Linked DNA regions of Mus musculus: all the other regions are linked to region 5. A link is a contact called in public ChIA-PET, HiChIP or PLAC-seq and promoter capture Hi-C data. All regions are on one chromosome and are shown on one strand. Each heading gives the region's core, a stretch centred on a gene start, on an enhancer-like site or on the middle of the called end of the contact. The rest is flanking DNA. Distances are from core to core; before and after follow the strand shown. Region 1 has its middle 84 kb from the start of Pgbd5. Region 2 holds the start of Mc1r (melanocortin 1 receptor). Region 3 overlaps Galnt2 (polypeptide N-acetylgalactosaminyltransferase 2). Region 4 holds the start of Galnt2 (polypeptide N-acetylgalactosaminyltransferase 2). Region 5 holds the start of Ccsap (centriole, cilia and spindle associated protein).

Region 1 (2,834 bases), core at 50-2,549, 490 kb after region 5:
CCATGCACACTAAACCACTCTTTGTAAACTAGACCCACCCCTTGCACACTAGGCACACCCCTTGTACTCTATACTGCCCCTTGTACACTAGACCTGCCCCTTGCATATTAGAGCCACCCCTTACACACTAGAACCACCCTTTGACACTAGACCTGCCCCTTGCACCCTAGACCTGCTCCTTGCACACTAAACAACTCCTTGTAAACTAGAACCACCCCTTGCACACTAAACTACTCCTTGCTCACTAGACCCACCCCTTGCACACTAGATCCGCCCCTTAGGCCAGTCCAAAATGGGAACCCTGTGCTCACTTGCAAGAGGGGCATTGTGGGAGAGGTGAGTGAGGAGGGCATTGTGACCCTGTGTTACACCTAGTGGTCCTCCAAGGAGCAAAGACAGGACTGTGAACTCATGAACTTCCCACTGGAGACATTGAATATGCTCTTCAGCAAATTGGACAACCTTGCAGACTGTAGCTATTCTCATCTGCCTCTCGGGGACCTTCAGTGCCCTGGTGGGAGTAGAGGTGGGGCTGTCCAGGAGTCAGGAGGCACAGCCCCTTACCTGCTCGGCTGAATTCCTGTAAGTCAGTCATGGATGCTAAGCCATTTCTCCATGGCAGGAAGAACTGTGGGGCTAGATAGAGTTTTTCAAGAGAGCCAAGTTGTCTGGCTTGGGACGTAATAAGGTGCTAGGGAAAATGGTGGGCTTTGGGTGTGACTAGACCTGACCTCCTCCTTCTCATAGCTGAGCCACTAGCCTGCGTCATTGCCAATCTCCGCTGTAAACTGGAGGGCTGAGATTTGGGCTGTGCACAGCCCAGGTCCAGGTGAGGTCCTTGGCCTCATCCAGTGTCCCTGTGATGGTGGCTCAGCTTGTCCAGTCCCAAGGTTACACTTGCTACTCTTCTCCACTGTAGGCTCCCATCAGATCGGGGGTGGGGTGGGGGGGGAGGGCGGCATGACAACCTACCACCTCTCCCCGTCTCTAAGATTCAGTTGTCCTTCGGCACACTGTGAGCTTATCCTCTACTGGAAAATACGGTTGTAGCATCACGGACCCCTCAAGTGTCCCAGTGCCTCACAAACCTAGACACGGTGACCAGGTGAAGGACTGTGGGGCTCTGCAGCTCCTTTCCTTTCCCATCCCCGCCAGGTCACCCAGTTAGTCCCAGTGACCGTGTTGTTGCTGGTCTCACGTGGGGCTGTGTCTTCTATAATTCCAGCTGCCCACACTCCCCAGTCCACAACACTATTTGGTCTGTTTTGTGCTAATTTGAGGTTCTGCTGCCCTCTGCTGGCCAGACCGGGAACAGCCTCACCCAGAGGTAGGGACATTTCCCAGGAAAGAAAGGCAAAAAAACCTAGGTTTAGAAGATCATGGGATCCAGGTAAGATCAGGCTGTCAGATCTGTTGCTGTGTTGTTACCCTGACACTTTTGAGGTTAGACACAGCACCTAAACCTGCCCCTCTCCCAGGCCCAGTTCAGTCCACCCATTCCAGGGCAATAGCCTTGGATTCTTAGGTACCCTATACTCTAATGTCCTTAGAGGCCTCAGTGACTCCTTCTCAAGATCTTCAGATATTGTGCTTGGCTGCATGGGATCATAAAGGAATTCCCCACCACATACCAGCTTCCCTGAGCCCGCTCAGAATCAGACCGGATTGCAGAGACCGCACTGTCCTATTAGCACCTGGTACAGACACCAAGGTTACCGTGGGCTTCTTGGGTCAAACACCTACTCACTGTCTAGAGAGCTAACGGGCGCAGTCTCAGCAGCCCCTTGCCCCGCAGAACTGTCTCGAACACGTTGAGCTCAGGAGCATCCCTGTGGGGCAGCTCAGAGGTGCTGGCCCATATTTGCCAGGGTCACATAAGGTTTGCTCCAGGAACAAAGGCACTCAGCTTGTGAAGTAACACCTCCCTCCTGACCTGCCACAGTACCTCGGACCCAGTGACAGTGAGTGACAGCCCATGTGCCCCAAGCCTTGGCTTTTACTGTTAGTGCTCTGGGCAAGTGAGAGGTCTGGTTTTCTCCTCTGTGCTGATGAGTGTTCTTCTTACACCTCGGGGTCTGGGATTTGGTGTTCCTCCGTGGTTTGATTTAATGATAGTTGTAGTCTGCTTGCTTCAGGTGCCCTTCTCTCTCAAGGCAGCCACAGCCATGTGTTCCCATGAGCCCCAGCTGTGCCTTGAATGTGGTTTGTGCCCCCCAGCCCCACCCCAATCCCACCCCCACCGGACCCCAACCCTCTACATGCTCAGCTTCTGTTTGGAGGATCTTACTTCTGACCTGCATAGTCCAGGCTGTCCTCAGACTCACAATAAAGTTCCTTTCACCGTGTACTCACACATGCACACATGCGTGCACATGAACGCACGCACACGCACACGCGCACACACACACACACACACAGGGATGACAGGTATATTCCACCATGCCTAACTATGTGTTGAAATTCAGTGCCCACTGGGAGGCTTCAAGGGGACAGGACTTTAGTCCGACTGTCACCCAGTCAGGGCTCTGGAAGGGGGATCTGAATAGGCAAAGTCATCAGGGTGGTGCACCTGACAGTCCTGGTGGCTTTTTAAAAAGGACTGGCTATGGGGCCATCCCTTGTCTCCATGAGATGGCTGAGCCACCTCAGGATGCTGCCAGCCACAAACCATCACCAGCTGGAGCACCTGGGCTCTGACATTGGGGACAGTGAGTGGAATCAAACTTTACAAAGCAACCTAGCTTTGAGCACATCACTAGATCAACAACGACGACAACGAGAAAGAGACCAAGACAGAGAGAGACAGACAGAGGCAGAGACAGAGAGAGACACAC
Region 2 (2,821 bases), core at 11-2,510, 450 kb before region 5:
GACCCTGTCTCAAGACAACAGAAATGACTCTTAAGGGGACTGTTACAGACACTGAAAGTGCCCTCCAGCGAAGCCCTGCCTCACTCCCCTGCTGCCTTTCTTTTCTTTTTTTTTCTTTTTCCAAAACAGGGTTTCTCTATGTAGCCCTGGCTGTCCTGGAACTCACTCTGTAGACCAGGCTGGCCTCGAACTTAGAAATCCGCCTGCCTCTGCCTCCCGAGTGCTGGGATTAAAGGCGTGTGCCACCACCACAGCCCAGCTTCTGCTGCCTTTCTTAAGTTACTCTCCTCACCTGTATGCAGAAGGGGCCATCCAGTGCTACTGAGACAGCATTGGATACCATGGAGAGAGTCCAGCAGCAACCAAGGGTGGGTTGCTACCACCACTGCGTGCTATCCTGACCACTATGAATAGTCACATGCCCAGCTGCTGGCCCACAGAGGCTGGAGACAGATCTGCCCTGATGTGGTTCCTGGCTCCAGGGCTAGCATGTGCTCCACAGCGGAAATGAGACTCCTCAAGGGAAGGGGTGGGGGGTGAGACTAAGAAGATGGGATGTGACTGACCAAAGCTTGCTGGCCAATAGCCTCGGGGCCCCCTCTAGTCAGTCAGCTTCCTACCACACCCAGAACTGTAGTTAAGGGAGGCTTCAGCAAGCTTGGGCCCATGAGGGACTTAAGCATCAGCTCTGCCAGAGCTCATCTGAGCCCCTTGGCATAGGGCTCTTTCCTGCCTTGGCCCTGCCTCTACTTGTTGATTCTCAAAGTTCTTGGACCAGCCCCTAAAGCTACCTTGAAGTCAGTAGCTGAGTTGCTGCTATATGAACACATCTTCAGCTTCAGGTGGAAATGCCACTGCCATTGGCACACTTCTAATGGAGAGTGGGAATGAAGGTGGGAGGTAGGGGTGCCTCATTCACACCCAGTGGCTGCCTGAGGCAGCGCAGCCTGAGAGAGAGAGAAAGGAGGTTTCAGACAACCCAGGAAAGTGATTTTTGAAGTGGGCTTGGAGCTTTAGGTAGGGCCACTCAGGGCAGGTTCTAGTGAGGTTGAATGCCTGAAAGAGATTGGTAAGTCACAGGGGCTTTGAACACAAAAGGGAGAGGCAAGACCCTGTGTTGGAGTCCAAAGCTAGTTTTCCGGTTTCTCGGTGCTGCCTCTGCCCCCTAGAGGCAGCCTGGGGCACTACACATCCCTGGCACATGCCCATCATGTGGCCACCCTCAGGAGGAGGGGCTCCAGGGATGAGTTAAAAGATTAAGAGAAAAGCTCCCTTCTTCTCCAGAGTCCCGTCTACCCTGGCTTGGCGAGGGAAAGGAACCAGACATATATCAGAGGCAAGTAACCAAGAAGTCTGGAGGTGTTGAGTTTAGGCATGTCTCTACCTGAGCCACTTGGGAAGAGACAGGGAGAACAGCAGAAGGCTAAGCTACTTCACACTGGCAGTGAGAGTCCATGAGCAGAGCTCAGGGTCCTCAGCAGGAAGTGTCTATGCCATGCCGAGGCTGGCCTGTCCAGCCAGAAAGAACACAAGTGTAAAGGAAAATCGGAGCGTGCCTGTATGGAAAGAGGCCGGTCTGAGGGATGTCAGAGACCCCCGACAACAACATGAAGTGAATCAGAAGCTGGGGGCTGATACCACCTGGAGCTGCAGCCTCCACAGACCGCTTCCTACTTCCTGACAAGACTATGTCCACTCAGGAGCCCCAGAAGAGTCTTCTGGGTTCTCTCAACTCCAATGCCACCTCTCACCTTGGACTGGCCACCAACCAGTCAGAGCCTTGGTGCCTGTATGTGTCCATCCCAGATGGCCTCTTCCTCAGCCTAGGGCTGGTGAGTCTGGTGGAGAATGTGCTGGTTGTGATAGCCATCACCAAAAACCGCAACCTGCACTCGCCCATGTATTACTTCATCTGCTGCCTGGCCCTGTCTGACCTGATGGTAAGTGTCAGCATCGTGCTGGAGACTACTATCATCCTGCTGCTGGAGGCGGGCATCCTGGTGGCCAGAGTGGCTTTGGTGCAGCAGCTGGACAACCTCATTGACGTGCTCATCTGTGGCTCCATGGTGTCCAGTCTCTGCTTCCTGGGCATCATTGCTATAGACCGCTACATCTCCATCTTCTATGCGCTGCGTTATCACAGCATCGTGACGCTGCCCAGAGCACGACGGGCTGTCGTGGGCATCTGGATGGTCAGCATCGTCTCCAGCACCCTCTTTATCACCTACTACAAGCACACAGCCGTTCTGCTCTGCCTCGTCACTTTCTTTCTAGCCATGCTGGCACTCATGGCGATTCTGTATGCCCACATGTTCACGAGAGCGTGCCAGCACGCTCAGGGCATTGCCCAGCTCCACAAAAGGCGGCGGTCCATCCGCCAAGGCTTCTGCCTCAAGGGTGCTGCCACCCTTACTATCCTTCTGGGGATTTTCTTCCTGTGCTGGGGCCCCTTCTTCCTGCATCTCTTGCTCATCGTCCTCTGCCCTCAGCACCCCACCTGCAGCTGCATCTTCAAGAACTTCAACCTCTTCCTCCTCCTCATCGTCCTCAGCTCCACTGTTGACCCCCTCATCTATGCTTTCCGCAGCCAGGAGCTCCGCATGACACTCAAGGAGGTGCTGCTGTGCTCCTGGTGATCAGAGGGCGCTGGGCAGAGGGTGACAGTGATATCCAGTGGCCTGCATCCTGTGAGACCACAGGTACTCATCCCTTCCTGATCTCCATTTGTCTAAGGGTCGACAGGATGAGCTTTAAAATAGAAACCCAGAGTGCCTGGGGCCAGGAGAAAGGGTAACTGTGACTGCAGGGCTCACCCAGGGCA
Region 3 (2,700 bases), core at 154-2,653, 460 kb after region 5:
CCATATCTTCTGACAACGGAGCCATACCACTCCTGGGGATTTACCTAGAGGACATTCAAGTCAAGATCACACAGACAGACACTTGCACATTGACAATTACAGCAGCGGTAGTCACAGCAGCCACGTTACAGAGGCAGGCCAGGTGCCATCAGCGTGGGGAAAGGCAAGGACACTGGGGTTGTTTTCAGCTGTAAAGAAGGAGCCGTCATGCCATTTATAGGAAAATTGATGCAATCATATTAGGTGAATAAGCCAATCTCAAAATGACAGACATCACACGCTTTCTCTTATTTGCAGATCCTAGACTTTATATAGACTTTATATACATAAAATCATGTATGTATTTATGACAGGAAGGTAGAAATGAAGCCGTCTAGGTTGGAACAGAGGAGGCGCTTGGGAAGGGAGGGAGAGGTATATGGGAAACAGGCTTAACACAACTACATGTGTATATGAAAACTTAAAAAATAGTTTTTACAAATGAGTCTAAGGGTAGCTGCCTCAGCACAGCCTGGGGCTCTTTGCCTGGCCTGCTTGGTTACAGGTTACAATCAGTGTTCCGCAGAGCCAGGCACCTGCATGTGACTCAGCTCTGGGTATCCCCGGTGAGCCTGCTATCCCCTGGCCAGGTCCGGCTTTGTGATGGTGGTCAGCTGTCTGTAGCTTTCCAGCAGCTGCTCACCCTGGATGCCAGCTCAGGAGTGGGGAACGTGTTTCCAGCTCTGGCTTGGCTAGCACTCCGGCCACACAACAGGCTAGATGACTGTTCCAGACACTTTGGAAACATTGTATCAATTGCCAAGGCAGCCACTGAGATGACAGATCTGTCTTCCCCCAGCTGAGAGGAACTGGGGGGGGGGGGGGCGAATTCAGGCTTCCAGTGAGCCACTGCCTCTGCTCAGGGCCTACATCCTCCCAGTGTTCCTGTGAAAGCAGTCCTCACTGCACTTCCGTGCCCCAGCTGGGAAGCTGAAAGATCTACCTTAAGTTCTTCAGGGTTTTGAGACTTCTGATTGTTAGCATGCTGTAGAGACTCACACGTCGTCCGGTGAGTGGCAAAGGCAGAAATCAGACCAGCCACAGGGCTCCCAGCTACGTTATCTTCCCACCTCAGCAGCAGGAACAGACCTCAGCTCAGGACAGAGTGGGGCACATCTCACTGTCTTCACAGAGCCAGGAGGCTGTTCCCTGTTCCCAGTTCCTCTTGGCAGAATATAGAACTCCCTACATCTCCAGGTGAGGACTAAATTCATTCAAGTCAACTTGGTTCTTTATATGGGGTAGCCTGGTCTATTCCAACTCAAGGTGTCAGAACCGCAGGCTAACCCTGAAGCAGAAGGAAGTGGGGGAGGGAGGCAAAGTGAGCAACCCAGAGGAAACAGAGGACTGTGTGCAGCTTCTCTCAGATACGCCCCCAACGATCTGTAACAAAACCAGAAACCTCTGATAGGTTGTGTGTTCATGAGACACCCAGAGCAGCTAAGATAATAAGACAGTTGCAGGTACATGTCTACGAAAAGAAATGTAAATGGAATAGATATTTTTCTAGGAAAATATTACCAAAATCACTCAAGAAATAGAAGGCACGAGCTGGGCATGGTGGCACACACCTGCCATCTCAGCTCTCAGAAGGGGAGAAGTGAGAGGTTGCGAGGCCTTGGGCTTGCGGTGGGGTGAGATGAGAGCAGGAGCGAATCACGGCAAAGGGTGAAGAGCGTGGAGTGACTCAGTACACGGTTACCGGTGCTCCTTACTCCTTGACGGAGACTAGGCAGGGACAGTGTGTGTGTCTGCTCCTACGTGGGAACCTGACCACAGCAGGGTGGTGTGGCAAAGCTGTGTGCCCAGGCGAGCAGCGACTATGTGTCCTCTCCGTCAGCTGAGTCCTCGGAGGTTGATACCATGCTGTTTAGGGATGTATATATGCCTTTTCTCTGTGTGATTAGTTAAAAGCATACCTAGGAGTGACAGCGCACCAAATCTGGGTTAGAGGTTCCCTCTCCCGACACTGGGGGTTGGAAAGGGCCTGAAAGGGTGGTAACTGTTGCCTGTGAGCTGCCGTAAAGACAGGACCACAGAGTGAAGGCCCTCCTGCTTGTCACTGTCCCTACACGGGCCAGTGAGCTACATCACTAATGTCCTGGTGTCTGTCTTAATTAGGGTTTCCATTGTTGAGAAGAGACACTATGACCAAGGCAGCTCTTAGAAAGGACAACATTTAATCAGAGCTGGCTTACAGGTTCAGAGGTTCAGTCCATTATCACCAAGGCAGGAACATGGCAGCGTCCAGGCAGACATGGTGCTGGAGAAGAAGCCAAGAGTTCTACATCTTGTTCTGAAGGCAAACAGGAGAAGACTACTGTCTTCCAGGCAGCTAGGAGGAGGGCCTCGAAGGCCACCCCCACAGGGACACACATCCTCCAACAAGGCCACAAGTAGTGCCACTCCCTCTCCCACGGCCAAGCATATTCAAACCTATGAGTCTATGGGGACATTCCTAGTCAGACCACCACAGTGTCACACGGGGTGAGAAGAAACCCAGGAACCCTCATCACCCTTCTGACCGTATCGTTGCTAGGACTTGACCCTCCCCTTGGGTATGTACATGTTCTGGCCGGTTTCTTCCTGTGTATCCTCAGCTTCACCTGTGTGATGCCCGTGGATAACGCCAGGACCAGTAACATGTATTACTGGCCACAG
Region 4 (2,729 bases), core at 209-2,708, 370 kb after region 5:
GGGAGCATAATCAGATGAAATGTTAGGATTCCTCTTCCACACTCAGCAATATGACTAACTTTCTGTTTTGCTTTTGTAGTAGCAGTTTTGCTGTCCTTTGACTTCTCAGATAGGAAGCATTTGGAGGCAGGGCTCCGGGTGGGGACTTTCTCTTCTGTCCTCTGCAGTTTTCAACAGATACTGATGCTGATGCTATGCTGGGGGAGGGGCCACTTGCTTGTCTCTTTCCTGCTCTTTGGGGTTTGTCCTGCTTCCTCTTCTTTCCCTTCACTCCCAGGCCTCTGAGGGGCAACAGTTGTTCCCACTTATCTGACTGTCCCCAAGACTCTTGGGTGTTTTCAAGCCTGTCATCTCTTCAGTATTTTACAAATCTCTTCCCTGGTCAGTACAGTGCTCGGATTCTAGTACTTGGAACGGAACTTCTTAGGGTATGAGAAACCTGTCTTCTGTGAAGGGTGTTTGCAGAATGGGGTGCCTGGTGGAATGGGGTGCCTGGTGGAATGGGATGTCTTCAGGAATGGGGTGTCTTCAGGAATGGGGTGTCTGGTGGAACTAAGAGGCTTTCCCTTCTCACTTCTGAGAAGTCTGAAGTTCAGGTGAGGCTCAGAATCCTGGTAGCCCAAGGCTTGCGGTGCTCTTTGTTCAGGATTGGGCAGACTGCCGCCCAGGGAGTTCCTTCCTCCTGCAGTGTGGGCAGATCTCAGAAATATTTGCAGGCTCTCAAGTACTGGAAATTCTTTTCCAGACACAGGGACTTAGAGTCACAAGGTCATGGACAAGGTTACAGTCACCAGAGCTGCTGTCAGGGAACTCGCTGCTGCCTGCTCTATTAAGTGGGTTACTATGCTCACCTCATTCCTTCAAGAAAGCAACCAATAAAAAACCGAAAAGATTTAAAAACATAAATTACCATCTATCTCCCCTCTTTTTCACGTTTATTTAAAACCACCACCATTCCATTTTGCTTTTAAGAGCAGGAAGGGTCATCCTTACAAGCAAGCGCCTTGAAATCTACCTTCCCTGTCTTAGTCTTGTTCAGACCACAGGGCAGTGCATTCCTGTTATCCCAGGACTCAGAAGTCTGATGCAAAAGGAGTGCTGCGAGATTGAGGCCAGCATGGGCTGGATGGTGAGTTCGAGGTCAGTCTGGATTATAGGATGAGACCTTATATTAAAAAAGAGAAAGCACAAATAAAAAATAAAAACCCAAGAACCCACTATTGCCCAAATAGTGAATGTGACGGATGGCGGGCCGGGGCGATCTCTGCAGACTGGCCCATTCCAAGTCTTTGGGGAACCGCGCGTCCGCGCCCGCTGCCTCCACCTGCCACTCCCGGGGGCGCGCAGTGGGCGGGGCGCCGCTGCCATGGAGACTCGGCTCCGCCCCCGCGCCCGCCCCTCAGCGTCGATTGGTCGCCCTTTGCTCCCTGACCCCGCCGCTGGGCCGCCGCTTCCTGCCGGGCGCCGAGCGCCGAGCGCCGAGCGCCGCCCGCCGAGCGCCGCGTCTTCCCGCGCCGCCGCCCCGAGCTCCGCCCGCCGCGCGCTCCGCCCGCCGCGCCGCCAGGCTGCCCGGCGGCCGCCCAGAGCGAGGATGCGGCGGCGCTCGCGGATGCTGCTGTGCTTCGCGCTGCTCTGGGTCCTGGGCATCGCCTACTACATGTACTCGGGGGGCGGCTCCGCGCTGGCCGCGGGCGGGGGCGGCGCCGGCAGGAAGGTGAGTGCCGCGAGGCCTGTGCGCCGACCCGGGCCTGCAGCGGGGAGGCGCCGTGCACCGAGAGTGCTCCCCGGCTCGGGGCAGCAGATGTGGGGACCCTGGCCGGGACGCGCGCCTCAAGTTTTCTCCGGGCCCTCAGGCCAGCGGCGCGAGCTCCGGCCCTGTCCGGCTCACCCGCGGCTCTGGGTGCAGCGACTTGCCTCCCGCATGCGGGGCGCGGGCACCCGGAGCCACGTACCGCCCTGCGCCAGGATCTTGGAGGCTGTTATCTCGCTGGCGACACTGCGCTCCACTCCCTGTGCCGGGATCATAGGGACAACCCTTCCGCCGGACTCCCTGCCCCCTGCTCCGTACTCCGCCCAGATCACCCCGGAGCCCCACTCCCTGCTCCGGGATCTTGGGGATCGTTGTCACCCGAAACCCGGTGCTCCCCGAGCCACATTCCGCCCAACTGGAACCCGCGACCCTCTCGTCTTGCGCCCAGATCTTGGGGACCTTGGTCGGGCTGGAACCCTGGTGCTCCAGTGATCAGAGGCGTGATCCCTCCCTATCCTCCCCATCCAGCACCCCGGCAGTGAGGTCGTACCGTGGTTCTGTCAGACCTCCCGTTCTACTTGCTACACTGCCCACCTCGGCCCTTGGCCGCTCACGGCGGCGGGAACTACCTAGCCTTTTGCGCTTGCATTTCCTAACCCCAAGTCCGCATTTCCTAACCCCAAGTCCCTCCTCGGTGTGTGTCTCTGGTGGGTTCGGTAGTGAGGCCGGGAGTCTTAGAGCTTACAGGTTCTGATTCGGCAGTCATCTCGGCTTGGGTACCGAGTGGACACCGAGCGAGCGTGGGATCCTTGCCTTGGTTGGTGCTGTCTAGGCTGTTGTATTCTCTCCTGAGGGGTTTGTGGTGTTTTACTAGCTAACGAGCTTCGAAATATAGTTATCTTTTCCAAAGATTTGTAGCCCTCCTTACTTGATTTTGAGTAACAGTACACGACCAGAAAAGAATGGAGGTAGATCGCGG
Region 5 (2,700 bases), core at 89-2,588:
AGGTTTGCTCGTCCCAATAAAAAAAAACCTCACAGTTAGCAAGGGCTCAGTTTTCATATTAATACCTGGGAGACATGCTCACCGCCCCCACCACCTTCTGCCACTTTCCCTAATTTCTAACCACATCACTGAAGCATCAGAATGGTCGTCATAAGCGACCAGATGACACAAGGCGGCCCAGCCATGCAAGAACTGAGAATAGGCAAACATAGTAACCAAGAGCAGGGAAATCCGACCCTTTCAGACTCCGACCATGGATCCCAAGCTCCCATGGCTTTGTTTACAAAACTGAGATTAAAAACAAAGGGCCCATCATATGACTTTGAAGGTCGAATGAGAAAATACATATTCCTAGACCAGTCACTGAGAAATAACTTTTTCACCACTGGACTCTCAGAAGAGTTCAGAGAGGTGGCTGGCAACCATAGTGATCTACAGTTGTACTGAAGTACTGCCCTGAGTCCAGGCAAACCCCAGGGCTCTCTGCTGACAGCCCCACTCCGCAACGGCGGGAAAGTGGCTCACAGCGTATACAAAGAGGGGTTCGTCCACAAACAAACGCATACCATTCTTCAGAGACAGCGAGACCAGGCCTTCAAGGCGTTCACACTGACAACCATGACCCCATTATGACAGCTCGGGCGTTCTTAACTTCAGTCGGTCATCTTTGGAATGAAAAGCTCCTCTCGCCAAACAGGATGCGCAGAAACAAACAGATCCGCCATCTGGTGGATCGAGGGCTCACTGAGCGGGCCACTGCCTGCGACCAAGGACCCCAACCAGGGTCATATGAGTTGGAGGTCATAAAGGGCTCCGCCAAGAGTCACCAAATTAGGGAAACCTGGGGTGGGAAGGTGGAAATGCGGCCCGCACCTTCCCCGCTTAGTTCAGCAAGCGGATTCTGTCAACCCCAATTAAACCAAAACAGGAAGCGCTGAGAACGGAGCAACGCGCTGTGCCCGTACCTGGTAACACTGTGTCCTGCTCCTCCGCGTCCCGCAGCTCCGCGCCGCGCTCCCCCACCGGCTGCTCCTCCTCCCGCGCGGAGGGCGCCGAGGGCTCCCCTAACGCGCCCCTGGGGGCCGGACTGGGTGAAGCCGAGCTGTCCGAGGGGCTGTCCGGGCCCCAGGCGTCCCAGAGCCAGGGCGCGTGCGCTTGCTCCAGCAGCCGGCGGCCCAGGCGGTAGCGCAGCAGCTCGCGGTAGCACGGCGCGTATTCGTCCCAGCGCGGCTCCCGATAGCGCTTCATATACTCGCTCTTCACCCCGCTGCCCGGGGACATGGTGCCGCGCGCCGCCGACTGCCTGCTCCGCGCTGCCGCCTACGGGTGCGACGGACTCAGAGGCGCGGCCCGCCGCGCGGTTCAAACCCGGAGCCCCGCCCGGACTGGAGGGCGGAGGCTGGGGCAAGGAGGGGCGGAGAGGGGGCGGGTCTGTGACGGGTGTTTCTGGGAGAGGGCGTTCCTAGCGGGGGCGGAGTTCCGGGCTGGGAAGGCCCCTAGTTCAGGTAATAGCGGGGGCGGGGTTTCAGGAGGGATTCCAGGCGACGCGACCTATCTAGATGGAATGATAGGTGGTCACCAGGGGTCTGCTCCACTCGGTAGAGGTGGAGACCACCGGACTCAAGGTGACGGGACAGGGGATCTTAGGTCCCCAGACACCCTCCTGGGCGAGGAGTCGGGGACTCTAGGAGCAGCGTCCTTACCTCCTGCCTGTTCTATCCTCCGCTCTCCGGAGGTCAGCTGAGATCGTGGCGCAGCAGCTATAGCGCGAACAGCGTTTCTCCTTGCGCGTCCTCCACCAAGATGTCGCCGATGGAGCGGTGGCTCCGCGGTCCTACAGCAGCCGGAGACGAAGGCGCCGCCCTAGCCTGAAGCCTGCACCTCCCCGCGCGCCCGCCGGGCCCCCGCCCGCTCCTGCGCCCGCGCCTGGGGCGCTGCTGTGAACCCCCAGCTCGTTCGCCCACTCGCTACTGGGGGCCTCGCGAGGAGGCTTCAGCTCTAGATGCAACCTGAGCAACCAACACCTAGCCGAGGACCAAATCCTGTGTCCCGATTCCTTCCTCTTTTCACAACGCCCGGGTTCTCAGGCCTTAGTGATTTTTTTATTGTTGTTGTTAATGATGTTGTTGATGTTGCTATTTTAATACATTTCCCTCCTCTGCCCCCTTTTTGAGACAAATCTCATGTTACCAAGGCTGGTCTAGAACTCATTCCAGAGCCCAAGCTGGTCTTGAACTCCTGATCCTTCTCCGCCAACCTCACAAGTGCTGGAATTAGCAGGTATGAGCCGCCTCACCTGCCCTTGCCTTTTATAACTTACTAGAGGCCAACTTTTGTAAAAATAAATAAATAAAATAAAATAAAGCCTAGGGCCTGCTCAAGGACCTGGTGCAAATGTTTGGCTTGGGCTCTAATGGACAGGGTCGCAGGGTTGTTACTGTTGCAATCCTGCTCTACAGATGGCTTTTGTAAAAGGAAGCATTGATGCAATCGCTGCAGAAAGATTTGAAAGGACAGGCATCCAGGAAGGATCACACTAAAAAAAAAAAGAAAGAAAGAAAAAGAAGGAAGGAAGGAGGAAGGAAGGAAGGAAGGAAGGAAGGAAGGAAGGAAGAAAAAAAAGTAGGTCCCAGCGGGATGTTTCCAGGAAGCAGATCACTTTGGGATTTCTGCAGTTCAGTTGAACTATTCCCATGTGTC

Evidence for each region. Promoter capture Hi-C pulls out the DNA fragments that hold promoters and counts their contacts. ChIA-PET counts read pairs in DNA pulled down with a chosen protein or histone mark. HiChIP or PLAC-seq counts read pairs in DNA pulled down with a chosen protein or histone mark.
Region 1: an H3K27ac HiChIP or PLAC-seq map of microglia shows a contact between it and region 5, with 9 times the contacts expected there. The contact joins the enhancer-like site here to the promoter of Ccsap in region 5. A contact is called at or near these places in 10 of 39 promoter capture datasets (the 3T3-L1 cell line, cranial neural crest, embryonic stem cells and 6 more), 1 of 484 Hi-C or Micro-C datasets (embryonic stem cells), 15 of 115 datasets of contacts at active chromatin or transcription factors (astrocytes, bone marrow-derived macrophages, craniofacial prominence and 10 more) and 3 of 9 other capture datasets (adipose tissue, embryonic stem cells and macrophages).
Region 2: a promoter capture Hi-C map of liver shows a contact between it and region 5, with 2.3 times the contacts expected there. The contact joins the promoter of Mc1r here to the promoter of Ccsap in region 5. A contact is called at or near these places in 2 of 39 promoter capture datasets (the HPC-7 cell line and liver).
Region 3: a contact with region 5 is called in an RNA polymerase II ChIA-PET map of memory CD8 T cells, with 58 read pairs. The contact joins the enhancer-like site here to the promoter of Ccsap in region 5. A contact is called at or near these places in 3 of 39 promoter capture datasets (hematopoietic stem and progenitor cells and liver) and 4 of 115 datasets of contacts at active chromatin or transcription factors (double positive thymocytes, memory CD8 T cells, pancreatic cancer cells and 1 more).
Region 4: a contact with region 5 is called in a promoter capture Hi-C map of liver, with 2.5 times the contacts expected there. The contact joins the promoter of Galnt2 here to the promoter of Ccsap in region 5. A contact is called at or near these places in 4 of 39 promoter capture datasets (fetal liver, liver and pre-B cells), 4 of 484 Hi-C or Micro-C datasets (CD4 T cells, embryonic stem cells and regulatory T cells) and 1 of 115 datasets of contacts at active chromatin or transcription factors (embryonic stem cells).

The regions. Positions count from the first base shown.
Region 1 is chr8:124,348,647-124,351,480 of GRCm38.p6, forward strand. No RefSeq gene overlaps it. Among named protein-coding and RNA genes, the nearest start is that of Pgbd5, 84 kb to the right of the region's middle. Within about 2 kb of position 1,300, at least 16 of the 459 cell types and tissues checked have an H3K27ac peak or open chromatin away from gene starts, as enhancers often do.
Region 2 is chr8:123,405,822-123,408,642 of GRCm38.p6, forward strand. Mc1r (melanocortin 1 receptor) reads left to right here and starts at 1,261. Exons shown (of 1, transcript NM_008559.2): 1 at 1,261-2,821. The coding sequence starts at 1,689. The coding sequence ends at 2,636.
Region 3 is chr8:124,318,083-124,320,782 of GRCm38.p6, forward strand. All of the region lies in intron 3 of Galnt2 (polypeptide N-acetylgalactosaminyltransferase 2), which reads left to right. Among named protein-coding and RNA genes, the nearest start is that of Galnt2, 88 kb to the left of the region's middle. Within about 2 kb of position 1,404, at least 64 of the 459 cell types and tissues checked have an H3K27ac peak or open chromatin away from gene starts, as enhancers often do. A contact at or near this core is called in double positive thymocytes, hematopoietic stem and progenitor cells and memory CD8 T cells, where this site is marked.
Region 4 is chr8:124,229,936-124,232,664 of GRCm38.p6, forward strand. Galnt2 (polypeptide N-acetylgalactosaminyltransferase 2) reads left to right here and starts at 1,459. Exons shown (of 16, transcript NM_139272.2): 1 at 1,459-1,714. The coding sequence starts at 1,592.
Region 5 is chr8:123,858,130-123,860,829 of GRCm38.p6, forward strand. Ccsap (centriole, cilia and spindle associated protein) reads right to left here and starts at 1,339. Exons shown (of 3, transcript NM_001379289.1): 1 at 966-1,339. The coding sequence starts at 1,281. Gm9901 (a long non-coding RNA gene) reads left to right here and starts at 1,326. Exons shown (of 2, transcript XR_388182.4): 1 at 1,326-1,505; 2 at 1,741-2,369.